Linked DNA regions of Mus musculus: regions 1 and 2 are each linked to region 3. Evidence: chromatin contacts called from public promoter capture Hi-C data. All regions are on one chromosome and are shown on one strand. Each heading gives the region's core, a stretch centred on a gene start, on an enhancer-like site or on the middle of the called end of the contact. The rest is flanking DNA. Distances are from core to core; before and after follow the strand shown. Region 1 holds the start of Kmt2b (lysine (K)-specific methyltransferase 2B). Region 2 has its middle 13 kb from the start of Polr2i. Region 3 holds the start of Map4k1 (mitogen-activated protein kinase kinase kinase kinase 1).

Evidence for each region. Promoter capture Hi-C pulls out the DNA fragments that hold promoters and counts their contacts.
Region 1: a promoter capture Hi-C map of cranial neural crest shows a contact between it and region 3. The contact joins the promoter of Kmt2b here to the promoter of Map4k1 in region 3. A contact is called at or near these places in 2 of 39 promoter capture datasets (the C10 cell line and cranial neural crest).
Region 2: a contact with region 3 is called in a promoter capture Hi-C map of liver, with 3 times the contacts expected there. The contact joins the enhancer-like site here to the promoter of Map4k1 in region 3. A contact is called at or near these places in 5 of 39 promoter capture datasets (the C10 cell line, hippocampal neurons, liver and 1 more), 2 of 115 datasets of contacts at active chromatin or transcription factors (large pre-B cells and pancreatic cancer cells) and 1 of 9 other capture datasets (liver).

The regions. Positions count from the first base shown.
Region 1 is chr7:30,587,026-30,590,733 of GRCm38.p6, reverse strand. It overlaps Kmt2b (lysine (K)-specific methyltransferase 2B), which reads left to right and starts at 2,008. Exons shown (of 37, transcript NM_029274.2): 1 at 2,008-2,379; 2 at 3,407-3,479; 3 at 3,705-3,708. The coding sequence starts at 2,017. It overlaps Zbtb32 (zinc finger and BTB domain containing 32), which reads left to right. Exons shown (of 6, transcript NM_021397.2): 4 at 33-101; 5 at 214-378; 6 at 527-1,053. The coding sequence ends at 804. It overlaps Gm32082 (a long non-coding RNA gene), which reads right to left and starts at 1,955. Exons shown (of 3, transcript XR_003946734.1): 1 at 1,415-1,955; 2 at 1,129-1,215; 3 at 375-520. Mir3569 (microRNA 3569) reads right to left here and starts at 1,354; the gene lies at 1,297-1,354.
Region 2 is chr7:30,216,796-30,220,481 of GRCm38.p6, reverse strand. No RefSeq gene overlaps it. Among named protein-coding and RNA genes, the nearest start is that of Polr2i, 13 kb to the left of the region's middle. Within about 2 kb of position 1,266, at least 185 of the 459 cell types and tissues checked have an H3K27ac peak or open chromatin away from gene starts, as enhancers often do. A contact at or near this core is called in hippocampal neurons and liver, where this site is marked.
Region 3 is chr7:28,981,494-28,985,340 of GRCm38.p6, reverse strand. Map4k1 (mitogen-activated protein kinase kinase kinase kinase 1) reads right to left here and starts at 2,487. Exons shown (of 32, transcript NM_008279.2): 1 at 2,287-2,487; 2 at 2,069-2,126; 3 at 1,861-1,951; 4 at 1,194-1,258. The coding sequence starts at 2,385. Eif3k (eukaryotic translation initiation factor 3, subunit K) reads left to right here and starts at 3,453. Exons shown (of 8, transcript NM_028659.3): 1 at 3,453-3,667. The coding sequence starts at 3,609.

The sequences.
Region 1 (3,708 bases), core at 759-3,258, 1.6 Mb before region 3:
TTAGCAGGGCCCCTACTTCACTCTGTTTCCAGGATCTTTTCCCCAGGGCACTGAAACCCTCAGCCCTTGGCAGATAGAAACGTCTGGGCAAGGGTTCACAGGTAAGTAGGGTGAGAGCTGCCGCCTCCCCTCTCCTCACCAAATCGTTTAGACATTGTATTGATTCGGCCTCAGGGATTCTGTCTGGGTCACGCCATTTCTCTGTCCACACAGGCACACTGGCAACCTGTGTGAGTCAGGAGCGCACACTGAACTGCCCATCTCACCAACACCCTCCTTTACCCTCTCCTGCTCGCTCTCGGCCCTATTCTTGCTCTGTGTGTGGAAAGAGGTTTTCACTCAAGCATCAGATGGAGACACATTACCGAGTCCACACAGGTATGGGCATCCTGCCCAGTGTGAATTTATCTTTTTCGTTTCCATCGCCGGCCTGCCAGCTCCTCCCTTGCCCTATTGCTCGACGCACCCCTAGCTTGGAGAGCCTTCGCCCATTTCTTCCTTCTCTGGCTTTCTCCTCCACCTGTAGGAGAGAAGCCCTTCTCCTGTAGCCTCTGTCCTCAGCGCTCCCGGGATTTCTCTGCCATGACCAAGCACCTGAGGACACATGGGGCTGCTCCCTATCGATGCCCTCTGTGCAGGGCTGGCTGCCCTAGCCTGGCCTCCATGCAGGCGCACATGCGTGGCCACTCGCCCAGCCGGCTGCCGCCTGGATGGACCATACGCTCCACCTTCCTCTACTCTTCCTCGAGGCCGACCCGGGCCTCCAGCTCTCCCGGTAGTCCTACCTCCTCTGCTGCCACCTGACCGGGTGTTGGTAGCTTCTCTGGCTTGACAAAGAGTCCAAAGAATGAAAGGCAGAAGGGCTCAGCTAGGGCGGCCTGGCAAATTTAACCACAGAAGAACTGCGAGACAGGAGCTACGAACCCTTCCGGGACAAGCGAGTTGCAGAAGCCTCGGCCTGGCGAGCCCGAGTTAAAGGACAATTAACTCGGTGAAGATTAACTGGGGACTGTCAATTTCATCACTATAATAAAGTTTCCTGTGCTCCAGTCAGGACGAGTCCAGACTTTTCCTCTGTGCTAGGGGGTTTCCACCCTTGCCCTGTAGCGGCCCCTGCTGGCCATTCACCATTCAATAAACAGAGGGTCACACTTCTCCTTCCGGGGGGCTTCGTATAATTCCCGAGGGCAGCACGCGGCAAAGGCGCTCCAGACCCTGCGGGAGAGGAAAGGTGGCTTTGAGGCGCCCCAAGACTCTGGTTCCTCCCACAGCAATCTACCGCGCGCGTAGTCTAGGGCTGGAGAGGAGCGCAGACTGAGGTCCGGATTTCGACCACCGGTCTGCTCTCCTCCGAGTAAGGGACGGAAGACTAGCCTCTCCAGCATCTCCCCTCCGCGCCGGGCAATGCGGCTACCGGGTTGCGCCTGGAAGTGAGACTAATCCAGCGCCGCCGCCCTCCCCTCAGCCAACGCCTAGCGCAATAGCTAACTTCGTCTACTGTGTGTCCGTCGGGTTCCCAGGGTCCGAAGCCAACGGTACCCTGGGAAGGACCCTGGGAATGGTAGTCCATGCAGGTCGCTAGTTCCGACTAGAACAATGGGAGGAGTCTGAGCCGGGAACCACACCTCCTGGAGACCAGGAACTGGTTCTCCTGGTCTCTGTCGCCAACCCGGTATTCCCAGTTCTCGCGCCCCAGCTGTCGGCGGAAGGAGCAAGGCGACTGGACTACATTCCCCAGAAGACCTTGCGCCTCCCGCTCTCAGGCCGCGACGCGGGGTCCGCTCTTCAGGTGCGGCTGGAGGGTGACGGCCGACCGGCCCAGGACTCCTGCTCCCGTGGTGCCCCGCGCGTGGCCAGCCCAGCCCCCGGCTCCTGCCCGCCCCACAGCGGCGCTGGTTGTTGTCGTGAGCCGCAGCCGCCCCGCTTTGCCCCTCCTCCCCTCCTCTCCCCTCCCCCCCGGCCCTGCGCACGGGCTGCCCCTCCCCCCGCCTCCCCGGCCCCTCTCACGGTGCCAAGATGGCGGCGGCGGCGGGCGGCGGCAGTTGCCCCGGGCCTGGCTCCGCACGGGGCCGCTTCCCGGGCCGGCCGCGGGGTTCCGGCGGGGGCGGGGGCCGCGGCGGCCGAGGCAACGGAGCCGAAAGAGTGCGGGTAGCCCTGCGGCGCGGTGGCGGCGCGGCGGGGCCGGGAGGAGCCGAGCCCGGGGAGGACACGGCCCTGCTCCGTTTGCTGGGTCTTCGCCGGGGCCTGCGCCGGCTCCGCCGCCTGTGGGCTGGTGCGCGAGTTCAGCGAGGCCGAGGCCGCGGCCGGGGACGGGGCTGGGGCCCGAACCGAGGCTGCATGCCGGAGGAAGAGAGCAGTGACGGGGAATCCGAGGAGGAGGTGAGGCGGTCGGAGGTGTCTCTAGCGCCGGGTAGGGCGGAGGCCAGGGGCTTGCAGGGCTCCGGATAGCTCCGAAGGGTGTTGTGGACAAGTGGGATTCTCGGGGCTCCTGGAAAGAAGCACGAAGGAAGCAGGCTGCGTGGAGCGTTTGGGTAGCTAGGGCCTTTGAAAGTGATCAGAGAAACCCTGACTGCAGCTAGACGCCTGGAGCCCAATTGGTGTCCTGAGCTGATCTTTCGCGGTAGCAATGGCAGAGCAGGACAGGAGTGGGTGAAGAGGCCATAGGGATTGCATGCCGGACCAGCGGTGGTTGACAGCAGCAGCGTGGCCTTAATTGACCAAGGCTAGAGAGCCTCCTGGGCTCTTACTTGCAGGCTGCCTCCTTGGCCCTTAAAATCCGCGACATATCCCTGCCCTGGTTCCACCAGGGCCCCAGTTGCTCTCTGGTTCTAAGGTAGAGTGGTGGAGGCTTCTTAGGCGCGGGTTGAAGAGGGATAGAATGAATGCTGAGTCTTGAATCTGGAGTGAGTGCAGTCATGGTTTATCCCTCTCAGCCTTTTGGAGAAGGCAGGAGGGTGTGGATTCTATTGCTTAGGAGAGCTAGCTGTCCTCTGAGGGCTCAGAGTGGATTCTAATATGATAAACCATCTGCTCCACCTCTCATCTCCCCCAAACACTCCCCATTTTTAAGAATGCCCTGCAAGGGTGTAAATGGAGGACCTACTTTGTTTTAAGTTGGAATTAGCCCTCATTGTAATGCCTATTGCTTAACTCGAGGAGACCCTCTAGTGTTTTCTTCTGGGCTAGTGAATTACTGATGGCTGTGCTGGAATGGTCTGGTTCAAGAACGCCTTGTACCTTTATTCCTTCTGACCTTGCCTCAGTCTTTTAAGTTCTTTGGTAAATGAGGAGGAGTATGTTAAGGTGGACGATAACTATCATATCTGCAACACCTGAAGCCCAGATGGAACCAGGGCTTTGGTACTGACTGCTGTTTCTCCCCTTCACCCTTGGTCCCCTAAATCAGGAGTTTCAGGGTTTTCATTCAGATGAAGATGTGGCCCCCAGTTCCCTGCGCTCTGCGCTTCGGTCCCAGCGAGGTGAGTGATGGGGAAACTCTACCTCTCTAGTGTTGCGGGAAGGTTCTTGCCCTTTGTGTTCAGCTAGTCTCTACCAGTTACTGAGTGTCCTGTGTTCAGTCCAAGGTAGCCTGGGCTGTGGGGAAAAACAGACAAGTAAGACTTAGTATCCTGTCTTTCTGGGGTGCTTTTCTTAAGACTGAAGGGCCAGTTTGACCCATCTCCCCACAACTGTTCTCCTTTTAGGTCG
Region 2 (3,686 bases), core at 17-2,516, 1.2 Mb before region 3:
CAAGCATCCTTCAGCCAAGAGAACCCCCGAAACCTACCCACCCAACCTCCAACAAGATCTGGTGGCACCAGCCTGCCCTCATTCCTCTCTCTTACTAAAGTAAAGGAGCGCTTGGAATATTGCTTAGTTGTAAGAGTATTCGCCTAACATGTGGTTCCATCCCAAGCAGAGAAAAATAAGTAAATAAAGTATCCACTGGAGCAGATACGTACCATTGTATAGCCTGGCCGAGAACATTGTGTCCTAGGGTGTGTGATGCCTGCGCAGCCCGTGTGTTCTGCGGACTGTGAGTCACGGGGGCATGGACCTGCCCGTTAAATAATAATCCTCGTTAGCTCTGTGAAGGGATTCTTGGTAGAACGACTCTTTGGAAAGTGGTGTAATTGTTGTAATTGCTTAATTATAACTTCTGAAGGAGGAGGAGGAAGCAGTAACATTGAGAGCAGCTACAGTAAGTTACAGGAACGGAGGAAAGTGCCGGGGAGCTTGGGCACACAGCTGGTGTTAACCACAAAGTAGATGGGCTCACTGTGATAGGACACTCAACCCGTGGAAACTCACCAACCCCAAACACAGTCAGGAGACACCGCATGCAGAAACTGCCCGCAGATTTGCACATACTGAGTGCCATCAAACATTACAAGAAATACATCCATAGAACATGCTGCCGCTCCCACCCCAGCCCGCTGCCTGCTGCCCACTGCCCGCTGCCCTCAACCCAACAAGCGAGAGGATTGCCCCAACTTTCCCACCAGCTTATTTGTCAGCTTTCTATTGTGACAAATACCTGAGTTAATTTTTTCCTTTGTGTGTGTTGGTGTGTGTTCATGTATGTTGGCATATTTGCATGTGTGAACACGCATGGGTATGTGTGTATCTGTGTATATAGGCATGCTTGTGGAGATCTGAAGTTAACGTTAGGAATTGCTCTGTTACTTCCCCACCCCCACCCCACCCCCACCCCAGCTCCGTCATGCAGGCAGGCGTCTCAATCAAATCCAGAGCTCACTGATCTGCCTAGTGTTGCTGGGAAGCTTGCCCTGGAGACCTCTCTCCTTCCTGATGTTCAGTGGGCATGCAAATTCCACTCGGCAAGCACTTTAACCCTCAGCCCTACCTGAGACACGCACAGAGGGAAGGAGGCTGGGCGCAGCTCAGTGAGGCAGAGCTGCTGAGCGGTCATGAGGTCCTAGACCTGACACATCACAAGTAGGGCAGAAGTGGAAAGGCTCACGGTCGCAGGGATTTCCACCTGTGATTATGTGACCTTCTTACTCTTACTATCTCAGCCTGTGGTGATACAATACCGCACCAAAGGGCCTGTGGCAACGCTGCACCTCTCACAGTAGCCCGGGAAGCCGAGAAACAGGCTAGGATCCTATCATCCCCTGCAAGCATGCACCATCACACCCTCTTGTCCTTCATCTAGTTTCCAGTTAGAGGTTCCACTGTGTCTTAGTCAGGGTTTCGATTCCTGCACCAAGAAGCAAGTTGGGGAGGAAAGGGTTTATTCAGTTTACACTTCCATGTTGCTGTTGATCACCAAAGGAAGTCAGGACTGGAACTCAAGCAGGTCAGGAAGCAGGAGCTGATGCAGAAGCCACGGAGGGATGTTCTTTACTGGCTTGCTTCCCCTGGCTTGCTCAGCCTGCTCTCTTATAGAACCAAGACTACCAGCCCAGGGATGGCACCACCCACAAGGGGCCTTTCCCCCTTGATCACTAATTGAGAAAATGCCTTACAGTTGGATCTCATGGAGGCATTTCCTCAACTGAAGCTCCTTTCTCTGTGATAACTCCAGCCTGTGTCAAGTTAACACACAAAACCAGCCAGTACACACCGTCTGTCATAACAACACAGACAAACTGTGAGCCTTTGGGGGGACACTTAGGGTCCAGACTGTAACACATGCCAACCTCCATTCAGCAAGAGAACTCATCTGGGAGCACCGAGGGCCTGACCGACCTCAGAGTGCACGTGCATACGATGAAGAAGAGGACCACGTTTTGCCCATTGGTGCACTGACCACTCAAAATCACAGTATGGGCTCCAGGTAAGTCACAGCCACTGCACACAAGATCTACCAAACATCAGCACAAACTTTCCAGGACTTTCAAAAGCCTCCCATTAGAGCTGTGGAGATGGTTCAGTGGTTAAGAGATTAAGCGCACTGACTATACTTCTGAAGGACATAGGTTCGATTCCCAGTGCACACACACACATTTGTAACTCCAGTTCCTAGGGCTCTAGCACCCTCTTCTAGTATCGGTGGGTGTTACCTGCATGAGCTTGCTACACAGACATAAATGAAGCAAAACTATTAACATACATTAATCTCAAAAAAAAAGAAAAAAATCTAAAGATGAATAAAAATAAACAAAGGCTCCCAGTTATCAAGTGGTAAACTGACAATGGAAAAGATACTTCGTGCGTGAGAACGGCACTGCTGGGGGTGCAATGCAGGCCCTCACGTACATGAAGCTCACCGTCACCCACTGAGCCACCGCCCTATCCTCTCATGATGGATTCTGGTCATGCAGTCACCACAGCGCCACACTCCCAGCATCAGACTGGCGATCCTCTTATTTATGTGTTTACTTAGCTTTATTTGTTTGTTGTTTGTTTTGACAACGCTGAGTATTGAACCCAGGACCTTGAGCATTCAAGGCAAACATCCTACCACTGAGACAAAACTTTAGACCTTCTTGGGTTTTTTGTTGAAAATTTTAAAAAGTGTTTTCATTATTTTTATTGGTGTGTTTGTGTGTGTTTCTGTATGCAAGTGTATGCACATGAGTGCAGGCCCTCTTGAAGGCTACAAATATCCAATCCCCTGTCCCTAGGCTATAGGCAGTGGTTAGCTGCCCATTGTGCACACTGGCAACCAAACCCATCAGTGCTCTTGGCTGCTGAGACATCTCTCCAGCTCCTACTTTTGTTTGTTTGGTTTTTTCGTTGTTGTTGTTTTTAAGACAGGGTTACTCCATGTAGTCCAGGCTGTCCTGGAACTCACTCTGTGGGCCAGGCTGGCCTCACACTCTGAGCTCCACCTGTCTCTGCCTCCTTTGTGTATGTGCCACTACCGTCTGGCTCTACTCCTACTTTTTATTATTCTATGAGTTCTATATGAATTAGCTTATTATTTTAAGAATGCCAAGGCAGATCTTAAACTCCTAATTTTCTTGCCTTACCCTCTGACCAAGCTTTGCAAATACTGACCTATGTTACTGATTCCAGCTTTTTTGGGATCTGGGGGTATAGAATAGACCACTCTGTTTCATGCAACCCTCAGAGCGGCGCCTTCTTTTCTCCCATCACTCTTTCATTCCCTAACGCTCTCATAGGTTTGTCTACTCTTTCCAGAAAAGATTCCCACAGCTCTCCAGGTCACCACCTGGCTGTCCTCCCTTTTCCCTCATCTCAATGACCCTCGCCTGGACCGTAACCGCACAGCGTCCACCAGGGGGCAGCAGCGTGTCGTTCAGCCGTTGAGCCCACGCCCCCCCCCCCTCCCTCGCAGTACAACGCTGCCGGCAAATTAAAAGGACTTCATTTCCCAGAAAGCATCGCGACATCTCAGCTTCTTCCTTCTTATCTGTCCCCCCAAGTGGAGGTAGTCGTCATCCCAGGTCCTTCCCACCCCCTACTCCTTCCATACCGGGAATTGTGCAGAGGGATATTTTGTC
Region 3 (3,847 bases), core at 1,238-3,737:
AGGCAGGCATTCTACCACTGAGCTAAAGGGAGACCTTTTCAGACAATTTGAAATCGTGGGTAGGGGGAGTTAGAGAGAGTAAGACAGGTGAACACCACAACTGTAGAAAAGGCTGAGGTGTAGGGCCTGGTGGCAGAAGACGGGCCGTTCAGTAGCTAGAAGACTAGCTACTGAAAAGGCTAAGGCAGAGAGACTGCAAGTTCAAGGCCGGCCTGCCACAAAATAATAAGTAAAAAGAGGGCTGGGGAGCATCTACGAGAAATTGAAGGGATGTGTTAAGAATACATTGTCAGAGCTGGGCGTGGTGGCGCACACCTTTAATCCCAGCACTTGGAAGGCAGAGGCAGGCAGATTTCTGAGTTCGAAGCCAGCCTGGTCTACAAAGTGAGTTCCCAGGACAGCCAGGGCTATACAGAGAAACCCTGTCTCAAAAAAAAAAAAAAAAAAAAAACATTGTCTACCTATAATTCTTAAAGAATAGATAAATTAATTTAAATTAAACCCTCAAAGAATAAAGTCATTAATTAAAAAAAAAAGAGGTAGGTGTTAGGGATACAGCTCAGAGTGGTTGCCTAGCAAACGTAAGACTCTAGGTTCAAAACTCACTATAGCAAAAAAAAAAAAAAAAAAAAAAAAAAAAAAAAAAAAAAAAGTGTGTGTGTGTGTGTGAAAGAGAGAGAGAGAGACTCAGAAGGGATGACAGGCCTATGGGACTCCTACCCTCAAATTTCCCTGAAAGGTGGACTGCAGGCTAGACCCAGAAATTTACTGACTGCCTACCTGAAAATCTGAACAACTAATCTGAGTTGGAGAATGCAGAAATAGGCCAGGCATGGTAGCAAATGCCTTGAATATCAACACCAGGGGTGATAGTGAGAAGCCCATCTCAAAAAAGAAGAAAAAAAGAAAATGCAAAACTGCCCCAACCCAGGAATAATTTTTGGCAAGAAAATATAGACATCCAGACAAAGATAGAGACATGGAAGTGAAGGGGATTATTGCCCAGGAAAAGACAGGCAAGACCCACAGGTGCTGGAGGGCAGGGCCATCATGGGATCCCCAGCAACAGCCAAGTGCACGGGCTGATGGTATGGTGTAGACTGGGAAGTCAGCTTCCAGGATACAAGCACAGAGAGAGACAGGAGAGGTGGACTGGTGGTGGAAGGGGGCCTCTGTCCCCTTGTCCTTCTAACCTTGGTAGATGTCCTGGAGAGAACCAGCTCCACAGAATTCCATGCAGATCCACAGCTTCTGCAGCCTATAGGGCGTCAAGAGAGCAGGGATTACAATGGTAGTGAGACCTCCCGGGGCTATCTCACTCCCCCGCCCACCACACAGTGTCCTGTTCCCATGACAGCAGAGGCTGAGGATAGCCAGGAAGTGTGTATTCCAGAGCAATTTTTAGGTCTTTGGGTTCCAACCCAAGAGCACCCCACTGCCACCCCAAGGTAATTTAGGGGACAGGGCAGAGAACCCATGGCGAAGCAGACAAGACAAAGAATCCCGGGTTTGAGGAAAAGATGCCATTATTGAGGCAGCTGAGATATTATCTTGGGAGCCAAGAAATTTGAGAGCTCAAATTAAAGAAGCAGAATAAAAATGGGTGATGCAGGGAGCAGACTAGTGAGAGATTTGATTACAACAACGAGGAGGGTTCTAGATTAGCCCTTAAAAATTAGCAGGCACTCAGTAAGAAAGGCAGAATTTCAGATTGGGAATCAGACTGGGATGCCCCAATTAAAAGTGAAAGTCCTCAGGTTGGAAGTCAAGTTAGGGTATCTGGGTCACAAATGGTAGTTTAGGAGTGGAGACCTGGTCAGAGTTAAGGGGCTGGGGTTGGGGGATGGGCTAAGACATCACCAGAGGTAACTGCCATGGTAAGCCACGATGTTGGCGTGCCGGCAAGTTTTCAGCATGAGAATCTCCTTCTGAAGGGTGGCGACGTCATCATCTGTGGGGAGGGGCCGGAGAGCGAAGGTGGGCTACAAGCGGGGGCTTACAGAAATGTCCCTGTATCCCAGGAAGGAAAGGGCGGGGATGGGGAAGAAGTTTCTGGGGGTGCTCTCACCAGGCTCCATCTTCACCATCTTCAAAGCCACCAGGTCCTTAGACACCTTGTCGCGAGCCTTGTAAAGGGGAAGTTGGTCATCAGGCAGACTCCATAGCTTGCCATCCTCAGCATCTCTGAACCAAGGCCAAGGCCTGGCATTCTCTTACACTCCTGCTTGCCAGCCTCTCCCCAACTATCCCAGGGTTGTGGTGGAGGAGACAGAAGGGCTTTCTCACCTTGAATACTTCTCCATAAGTTCCACCACCCAGTCGTTGCAGTAGATCATAGTGTTCTCGAGGGTCCTTATTAAAAATGTCGGGGTCCACAAGGGCCATTCCTGGAGGCCGGGGCTGGGCCAGTGCCCAGGGGGCCAACAGGGCCTCAGGGTTCAAGCTTTGGTATTACCTTCTGTCTCCACACAAGTCCTGGGCCCGCCTTGACTCTGTGGGCTGTGGCCTTCCCCCTCCCCACTCTCGCTTCCTGCCCCAGCTGCAGGGCTGTGCAGAGGGCTGCACAGAGGGCTCCACCCCCGTCCCCTGGGTTCTGAGAGTTTGATCGCCTTGGGACCCATGGGACTCCCCTTTACCCACTGAAGGACACTATGTAAATAAGATGCAAAAGTTCTTAAATGCAACCTGGGGCTGACCTAGCACCCTCTCCCCAACACTCTATTTTGGGAGGAGTCATAGGTTACGGTTGAACCTCTGCTGGGTTCTTGAAGATCTGGAATCAAGCCAGAGGTTGCAGGTCTGCACAAAGCTGGCTAGGTTTCACAGAAGACCTGTTTACTCGTGACACATGCATGTGACTTAAGTGACAGCTGAGCTCAGGGCACCTGCCCGCATGGCACATGTCTGTGCAACGCTTCAAACGTGTAGGGAATCTGTGGCAGACGTGGAACACTTGTTAGTAGCCCCTACGCAGAGCCGATGGAGACTACAGGTGTCTTTTGCCTTCCCGGCCTCCTAACAGCACTGTAGCAGTACGGAACCGAGTGGGGACCAGCGAGGAAGTGAAGATACATACAAGATGCTGTCTCAGGCACCCAAGTCGGAGACAAGAAGGGCTTCAGAGAGCATCTCCCACCCGACTAAACTCAAAGAAAAGGAAACAGCAACCCTTCACGGGGCTAAACGCTTAAGGCTACGCATGCGTAGAGAAAATAAAGTCTCCTTTCCCCGTACAACTCCAGCGCACGCGCGTCAGAAGCTTAAGTACTAAGTTTGCGCGGCCCGGGAAAAGCTTAGCCCGCCTCCTGGCGCCTGCGTAGTAAGGCAGACTAAACCTTTTCTCACGCTATTGGTCTCTTTTAAGTGAGCTCATTGCGCATGCGCAAGTTACAACTGCTGGAAGGAAATCACGTGGTAGACAAAAAAAAAAAAAAAAAAAAACAACCGGCGCTGGTGCTGAAAGCGCCTTTCCCTTTGCCTTCCTTGTAGGAGCTGGAGGGAGGGTGTGACGCAGGTTCCGCTTCCTACACCTCTCTTCCGGTCCTCTAGTGCTAAGCACCGTGCCTGGTGTTCGACTCCAGCTGAGGCTGCCGAAGGCAACAGTGATCATGGCGATGTTTGAGCAGATGAGAGCGAACGTGGGCAAGTTGCTCAAGGGTATCGACAGGTCTGAATTCCGCTGAAGGGCGCTCTCTGGCCAAGCGGGGTGGAGAAGACGGGGAGCCAGCCAGGGGTGGCCAGGGCTCCACGCTCCTCCAGAGATGGAGTTTCTCCAAGTTTCTCTCCGTCCCTCAACTTTACCTTTTCTGCTGCCACAGACTCCCGGTGTCTTTTAGTCTCTTCCTTC